2 separate regions of the Ovis canadensis genome follow, and region 2 is linked to region 1. Evidence: chromatin contacts called from public Hi-C data. All regions are on one chromosome and are shown on one strand. Each heading gives the region's core, a stretch centred on a gene start, on an enhancer-like site or on the middle of the called end of the contact. The rest is flanking DNA. Distances are from core to core; before and after follow the strand shown.

Region 1 (3,545 bases), core at 497-2,996:
TAAAGAGGAGGCAACATCCAAGGCAAACAGAAATTATGACTCTTAGGATGTTTCGTATTAAAGGGGATGAGAGAACCTGACCAAAGAAGAGAGGTCACTGAGTGCATGGTCAGGAGGAAAACAACGAAGCAGTTACGAATATACCCACTCTCTACGCCAACCCTCCCACCTCCAAATCAGTCACTGAACTAAAGCAATACCTACGCAACTTTTAAAACTTGGACTTCATAAAACGATGCCCGTAACTTAAACAGATACATCATATATGTTCCACTGGGGACATTAGAAATCATTAAGATAAATCTTCTTGTTTTGTAAGGTTTTGAATAATCTTTCGGGAAAATCTCTTGTTTGCCTTGGTGAAGTACTGATGGGGCTTATTCATGGCTCAGAGATGAGTAAGAATATCTCCATCTCATCCAGTGATTTATCAGGCTGACTTGAACATTTCCAAATGAGATTTTTTTTAAGAAATTTTGCCAGGGTTTTTTTTTTTTTTTTTTTCATCTCCCTCTTGGTAGCAACTGAAGTTCTGAATTCAGTGAATATATGTTAGACACTGTTTACTTGAACTTTCTAAAACAAACTGTTCATCTTGGGTGTAACAGAAATGCTCTCTTTTTTGTATTACTGTTCCCATGCCTCTCTGCAGAGGCTCGCCAACACAAACACCTACTTACAGGGCTGTGCTCCACCACTGTTCGCTCTTTGGTGAGTCTGCCATTGGATTTCAGTCGATAAATTTGCATTTAGCGCTTAATTTGTTCAGTATGCCTTACTAATTTGGCAATATTTATTTTGGCCCAGAGAGCATAAGGCAGCTAAATTCTTTTGTTTGGTTTGGTGTGCGCTTTTTTTTTTTTTTTTCATTTTCATGAAAGGATTTGAGATATGAAAAAGTTCCAGTGTCATGGACAGGACTGGTTTCCTGTTTATGCGTCACCATAAATATGAAAGGTGCTGGGTGACATTTCTCAGCTGAGAGAGTCCATACAGCCCTGTGTGGAGAGCAAATCTTCAAGCAGGGTGGTCTTGAGGTGACTTGCTGACCTTGTATAATGTCAAGAGGAATTATTGTTAAAGTACAGTAGCCAGATACCACACACACACACACACACACACACACGCACACACACAGAACTTTAATGGTTTTTCTCACCCTTGTTACTATAGGGACAAGAATTGAATTGTAATATCTTTAGGTTCTCTAAATCAATCTTCATCTTTCAGGAAAAAAAAAGTGTCAGAAAGTGTATTCATATCTGTAGCTTTTTTGTTTGTTTGGTCTGTGTGTCCTTTCACAAGGCTCCTCCACAGAAACAAATCTTCCCACACAGCACCATTCCAGAAACTTCTTCTGTTAGATATGGGATTGCAGCTCTGTGGCCCCTTTTCTTCCCCTCAGAGGAATGCTGCAGCTAGAGGGACTCCTACACAGTCCTTGAAGAGTTCATATTAAAGAGTCTCTGAGAACACAGTAGTTACCAGACTCTGACCTTCCTAAGACCAGAGTGGTCAGGGAAGAGTGGCCCCCACGGTCTGAGTTTGACACTGTTGTTCACTGGAACATAGTGGGCAAAGAGAATGCTTCCTAGAGAGGAGGCTTTTCTCAGTCAAAGACAAGTAGCTTTAATGACTAATATCTTGTGAAAGTCTCAGAAGAATTGGGTTTATGGCGTCAGACTCCCTCCATCCATCTCAACCCTGGTCTCTTCCAATTCCCAACCCACAAGCACTCAGAAGTTGGTCTGAGATATTAACACTGTACTTTTTTGCAAAATGAATCAACTTGAGTCATGAACAGCAATGCTATCAAGGCTAATATTTCTCCTCACACAAATAAGATACTGCCCATGAAATTCTGAAACCCTTTCCAGATCACTGAACCCACTTCCTGAACACGTCATGGTTTTTGTTTTTAGTATAGCTGATACACTTGCCAAACTATTCCATCTGCTCTGAATGCCCTCTCTTGCCCTCACATAAAAACTCACACATTTGCTCCAGGAGTCAGTTTCAGTGTAACCACTTCAGTGACTCCTTTGCCAACTTCCCAAGCAGGAAGTTCTTTCCTCGATGCTTCCCTTGGTCTTTGCATTGTACTTTCATTTGCTCCTTTTGTCATGCATGCCTTGTTTTATTTATTCAAATAATATATATTTTAATGCCATCTGTACGCCAAACATCATGCAAGTCACTTTTCCCCAAATATTGCAATATTTGTCTTTGAAAATTGTCTCTCCCACAAAACTGTTAGGCTTGTGACGTCAGGAAATTTGTCATTTAGATCTTAGAATTCCAAGTTCCCAAAGCAGGTTAAGTGGTTTCCTTGCTCAGAAATTATGTTTACAATAAATAATTTAAAGCCTTGAATTTTGTATAGGTTCAACCCAAACTGATCATTGTTTTTTTGATAATCTAGCTTCTTACCATAGTAAGCCTAAGTTGTACTTTCAAGTATTAGCCGTAGATGAAGGAAGCATTGGATAGTTCATGATATATATCTGGGAAAAGATAGTGTCTCAATTTCTTTGCTTATAAACAGAGAGGAAATGCTTATACTGTTAATATAAGAAGTAAATAAAGTGTGAAATGTATTTTGCATTTTATGCCAATGTTCTTTGAGTGGTAGCCATTAGTCTTAATGATCTATATAGTCAGGAATCTTGTCAAAAATAGCATTATGAAGTTTTAGAACGACACATAGTAGAAAATGTAGGAGCATTGCCAAGGCTGAGCTGAGTGATTCAAATGCAACATGTGATATGCATCTTTGTGTCAACAAAGATAACTGTAGGGTCAGGTCAAAGAATCAAGTTGATGTCACTATCATTCAATTACTCAGATATAAAGGTTTTTGCAAACGTGACACTGAAATGCGACCAAGATACCCAAAAGGAGTTCCAGGGTATGCAGTACCTCCAGTCAACTCCATATTGCTCACATCAATAACAAGCATATGTGAAATGGCCAACTGTTTGTAGTTTTTAAGGCACTTTTTTAGGATGACTTCAAGGACTGGGCATTTTCTCCAAGAGCATGGACTGGCATCTTGGCAGTAGGAGTGAGATTTATGCTGGAACAATAGGCATAAACAGAACCGACCTAAGTGTTAGTGCTAGTCACTCAGCTGTGTGGGACTCTGCGACCCCATGGACTGTAGCCTGCCAGGCTCCTCTGTCCATGGAATTCTCCAGGCCAGACTCCTGGAGTAGGCAGCCATTCCCTTCCCCAGGGGATCTTCCTGATCCAGGGATGATCAAACCCAAGTCTCCTGCACTGCAGGCAGATTCTTTACCGTCTGAGCCACCAGGGAAGCCCAAGACCAGAATGTGATGTGCTCAGCTGCTCAGTCATGCCCCACTCTTCGTGATCCCATGGACTGTAGCTGCCAGGCTTCTCCATCTGGGGAATTTTCCCCTTAAGAGGAATGGAGTGGGATGCCATTTCTTATTCTAAGAGATCTTCCTGATCCGAGAATTGAACCCATGCCTCTTGTGTCTCCTGTATTGGCGGTGGATTCTTTACCACTAGCACGTCCTAGA
Region 2 (3,608 bases), core at 215-2,714, 210 kb after region 1:
ACTCCAACACAAACCAAAGGAAGCACAGATCCGAAGAAGACTATAGTGGGAGGTGTTTGCAGAGTGAAATATCCCTACTCTTATTAAGTGACACCTGTCACATACATAGGCCCCTGACCCACACCGAAGTCTGCCCCAGGGTGATTTTTTTTCTTCCCTAAGCATATGCCTCAAAGGAGTGGTGAGCAGGGCACTTACATTTGTCTCCTGACTTCCTCTCTCAACCAAAGATAACCATAATCTGTGAACTGATTAATCTATTTGTCTCCATGGAGTCAGAAAAAAAAAAAGAAAGAAAAAAGCTTCTTTCAAAGTTTTCCGGAAGGCTTCAAGATCACCAGTCCACATGCTGGCAGCCTAATCGCAGGCTTCCAACTTCCAGAACTGTAAGAAATAAGATTCTGTTGTTTATTTAAAAACAAAACAATAGTCCAAATCAGATACTCTTTTTCCAACCCATTTCATGAATGGACTATGATAAAGTGGGCTATGATAAATCCCCGGGCTATGATAAACTGAAGACAAAGACTCACCCAGGAATATGGCAGTTTGACAGGCAGACTACTTTAGCACCCTGCGAAGCGTTATTATTTCTAATAATACTTTTACATGCTGCTTCGTAAATGCGCGAGTTGTTCTGCATTATACTAGGATCCAGGTTTTGGTTCAAGCAGTGAATAAATGACAGAAAACATGTACGACTTTGCCCTCTACATTAACCGAATGCGGTAGGTGGGAAGAGTATTACCCCCATCTCGAGGCTCAGAGAAGTGTTAGGGACCTTGCTCAAAGCTTGTGAGCGGCAGGCAAAGCTGGAAGTGCATTTTCAGGCCACAAAGGAAGCACAGATTCTAACTCATCCTCTGCCACTGACAAGAGGTTTGATCTCCATGAGATAGTAATCTCATGTCCCTAGTGAATTTTCCACCTGAAACCTATGCAAACTGGGCCCGACCACCAGTTTGATCCTAGAAGTGGCCCCCCAAGCTGGGCTGAACGCACAGGGTGGGTGACCAGGTCTGTGCCCCTAAGAGTTCCGCCGGGGTGGGGAGTCCCAGACCTCTGCCTCAGAGACCCGGCCCAAAAAGGCTAGGGACGCAGTGGACTCTCTCATCTAGAGCGGGGCCAGGCCGCACCAGCGCTGCCGTCTGGAATCCCGGGACTTCCTTAGGAACTCGGCTGCGGTGGACTCGAGAAACGCCAAAGGAACTCCAAAAGTCTCCAGCCAGCGTTAAACCAGAAATGCCCTCTTCCTCGTCGGCATCTCTAGTGCTCCCATGTACCAATGGCTGGATATGTCCGCTGGGCCACTGTTACCCGGAGTTTGTGACCCCTGAAAGTGGGGCACGTAACTCAGCAGCCGCCTGACACTGCGCGTGGAAGCGGCGCTCCCGCGCCCCACGACTCTAGGCGCTGAGTTCCAGCTGCGCCTGCGCGCCGGGCCTGCGTAGTGGGCGGAGAGGCGGGTGGGTAGGGACCCGGCTAGGTGGGCGGGGCGACAGTTGGTTCCCTGAAACCCTGGCGCAGGGCGACTGTTCCAAACCACCCGGATCCCAAAGGCAGAGGCTTCCGGGTATCCTCCTTCACTAAGGGCAGCTGCGCACCCTTCGAGTCTGCAGAGTCTGTCGCTGGGGGACCAACCCATTCTTGGCGCCTTTATGGGCAGGATTTGAGGGGCGGGACCGGGAAGTGTGGAAGCATAGTGTCACTGCTCCAGGCGTGGCCCCTCTGTGACGCCATGGAAGGACGTAAATGAGATACCGCTGCAGGCTTCGCGGAGCCCTTGCGCTCCTGCCCGAGGCCTGTGTGACATCACTGTGGCAGCGGGAGGATGCCCTGACGTCACAGCGACATCGTGCTCTGGGAGGTGGGGTGGGACGCCTCTGAGCCTGTTCTCAGGATGCCGAGGCTCCAGGGGATGGGGTGGGGATGATATCACAGGTCCCATGTTCTCGGAGATGAGGTGCCATCAAGGAGCCCTGCACCATCCCACTGCCTTTCTCCATCCCCCGAGGACCCTATGCTAGTCCTGAATCCGGAGACAAGGGCAGCGGGTAAAAGGCCCTTCGTGCGCCCCAAACCCCCTAGCTACATTCCGGAAGGAGGAGGTGGAACCTGAATCCGTCCTCTACGAAGAAGCCCCTGAGGGCTGTTCTCTTCCCCAGGGCGCTCCTGATTCTCTTCCCAGAACAGCGCTAGGGGAGCTCCAGGCTGCACCAAGGGTCTGTTGTGCCTACAGAAGTCCAGCCGGGTAGTTTCCCGCACCCCTGAGCTAAAGAGGACCTGCAGGCCTAGCAGCTTTGGGAAGGGTTCCAGCCGAACTCTACCGGCCCAAGCCACGCTAGGCAAGTGAGGCCAAAGGAAGCTTACTTCATGTCTGAAAATGGAGGTGGGGGTGGCAGAGTGAGGGCAGGATGGAATCTTCCAGAGCTGTGGCGGGGAAAAAATTAGCCACCTGCAGAGTGAACAGGCAATAAAACCCACCCAGCATTTCTAACCGTCTGGTTGCTTTTCTATGATCTACAGAGTATGGTCAGGAAATTGTAGCCTGTGTGGGATCTGGTGGCCCCGGGACCAGGCTTGCCCTTCCCTTTGCAGTTGCTGTTACTGATCAATCTATGAAACCCCTGCCATGAGGCAGACTGCAGGCGAGCTGCACTGAAGTGGCTTCTGGTTCCACCAGGATGATAGAGGCATTAGGAACAGGTTGGCGGTCTCTGGGCAGCACTCTGCCCCCCTCCCACCTCATCGCCCAAAACTCTGCGCTTAGGAATTCTTTTTTGCCAAGGATGCACACTTCATACTGACTGTTTCTCCGTGGCCAGGGCCTAGGGATGGAGGGCAGGGTCAGGGATTCACGGTACCAAAGCTGGATGGGCCAGAAACAAAAATCTTCCCTGGCAGTCCCCCGCCCCCCACCTTCAAGTCTTTGTGAAGTCCTTGAGTTCCTGCAGAGGTCCTGTGTGTCTTGGGGAGGTTGGAAGTGGTGCAATGTGAGGGACAGGAGGGCAGCAGCAGCAGTCAATCCTTGAGAAAGATGAGTGAGTGAATGTTAGTAGCTCAATCCTGTCGGACTCTTAGCGACCACATGGACTGTAGCCTACCAGGCTCCTCTGACCATGGGATTCTCCAGGCAAGAACACTAAAGTGGGTTGCCATTCCCTCTTCCGTGAGAAAGATGGACCCCCCCCCCCCCCCCGCCCCCTCAAGAGACTAAAGGGACTGAATGAGGCTCTCTCAGGTCCTCAGAGGTCCTCTGGGTATTGCGTGTGTGCGCGCCCACGCCCATGCACTGTCCTCACCTTGGAACAACCACTTCAAAGGTCTGGTAAGGAAGGGACAAGGCTTCTGCCCTGGGCGCTTACACAATCTGAGGCCAGGCACCACCCATACCACAGCCGGCGCTGCCTGGGCCCGAGCCAGCCATCGAAGCCCCAAACCCACTGACTAGCCCTCGCTCCAGATGCCCAGAGGTCACAGTTCTCTGGGATATGGGCTCCAGCCTTTCCTGTTGCGAGTCCTTTTGGACCCGAGGAATTTTGGTCCTGGGATCTTGCTCTACTAGCGGATATCTCATAGGCCAGTCCAGAACAGGGAGCGCTCTGTCC

Evidence for each region. Hi-C and Micro-C count contacts between places; a contact is called where the count stands out from the background.
Region 2: a contact with region 1 is called in a Hi-C map of lung, with 3 times the contacts expected there. The contact joins two enhancer-like sites. A contact is called at or near these places in 2 of 2 Hi-C or Micro-C datasets (fibroblasts and lung).

The regions. Positions count from the first base shown.
Region 1 is chr3:27,111,940-27,115,484 of ARS-UI_OviCan_v2, forward strand. No RefSeq gene overlaps it. Among named protein-coding and RNA genes, the nearest start is that of OSR1, 370 kb to the right of the region's middle. Within about 2 kb of position 1,747, the one cell type or tissue checked has open chromatin away from gene starts, as enhancers often do. A contact at or near this core is called in fibroblasts, where this site is marked.
Region 2 is chr3:27,320,422-27,324,029 of ARS-UI_OviCan_v2, forward strand. No RefSeq gene overlaps it. Among named protein-coding and RNA genes, the nearest start is that of OSR1, 160 kb to the right of the region's middle. Within about 2 kb of position 1,465, the one cell type or tissue checked has open chromatin away from gene starts, as enhancers often do. A contact at or near this core is called in fibroblasts, where this site is marked.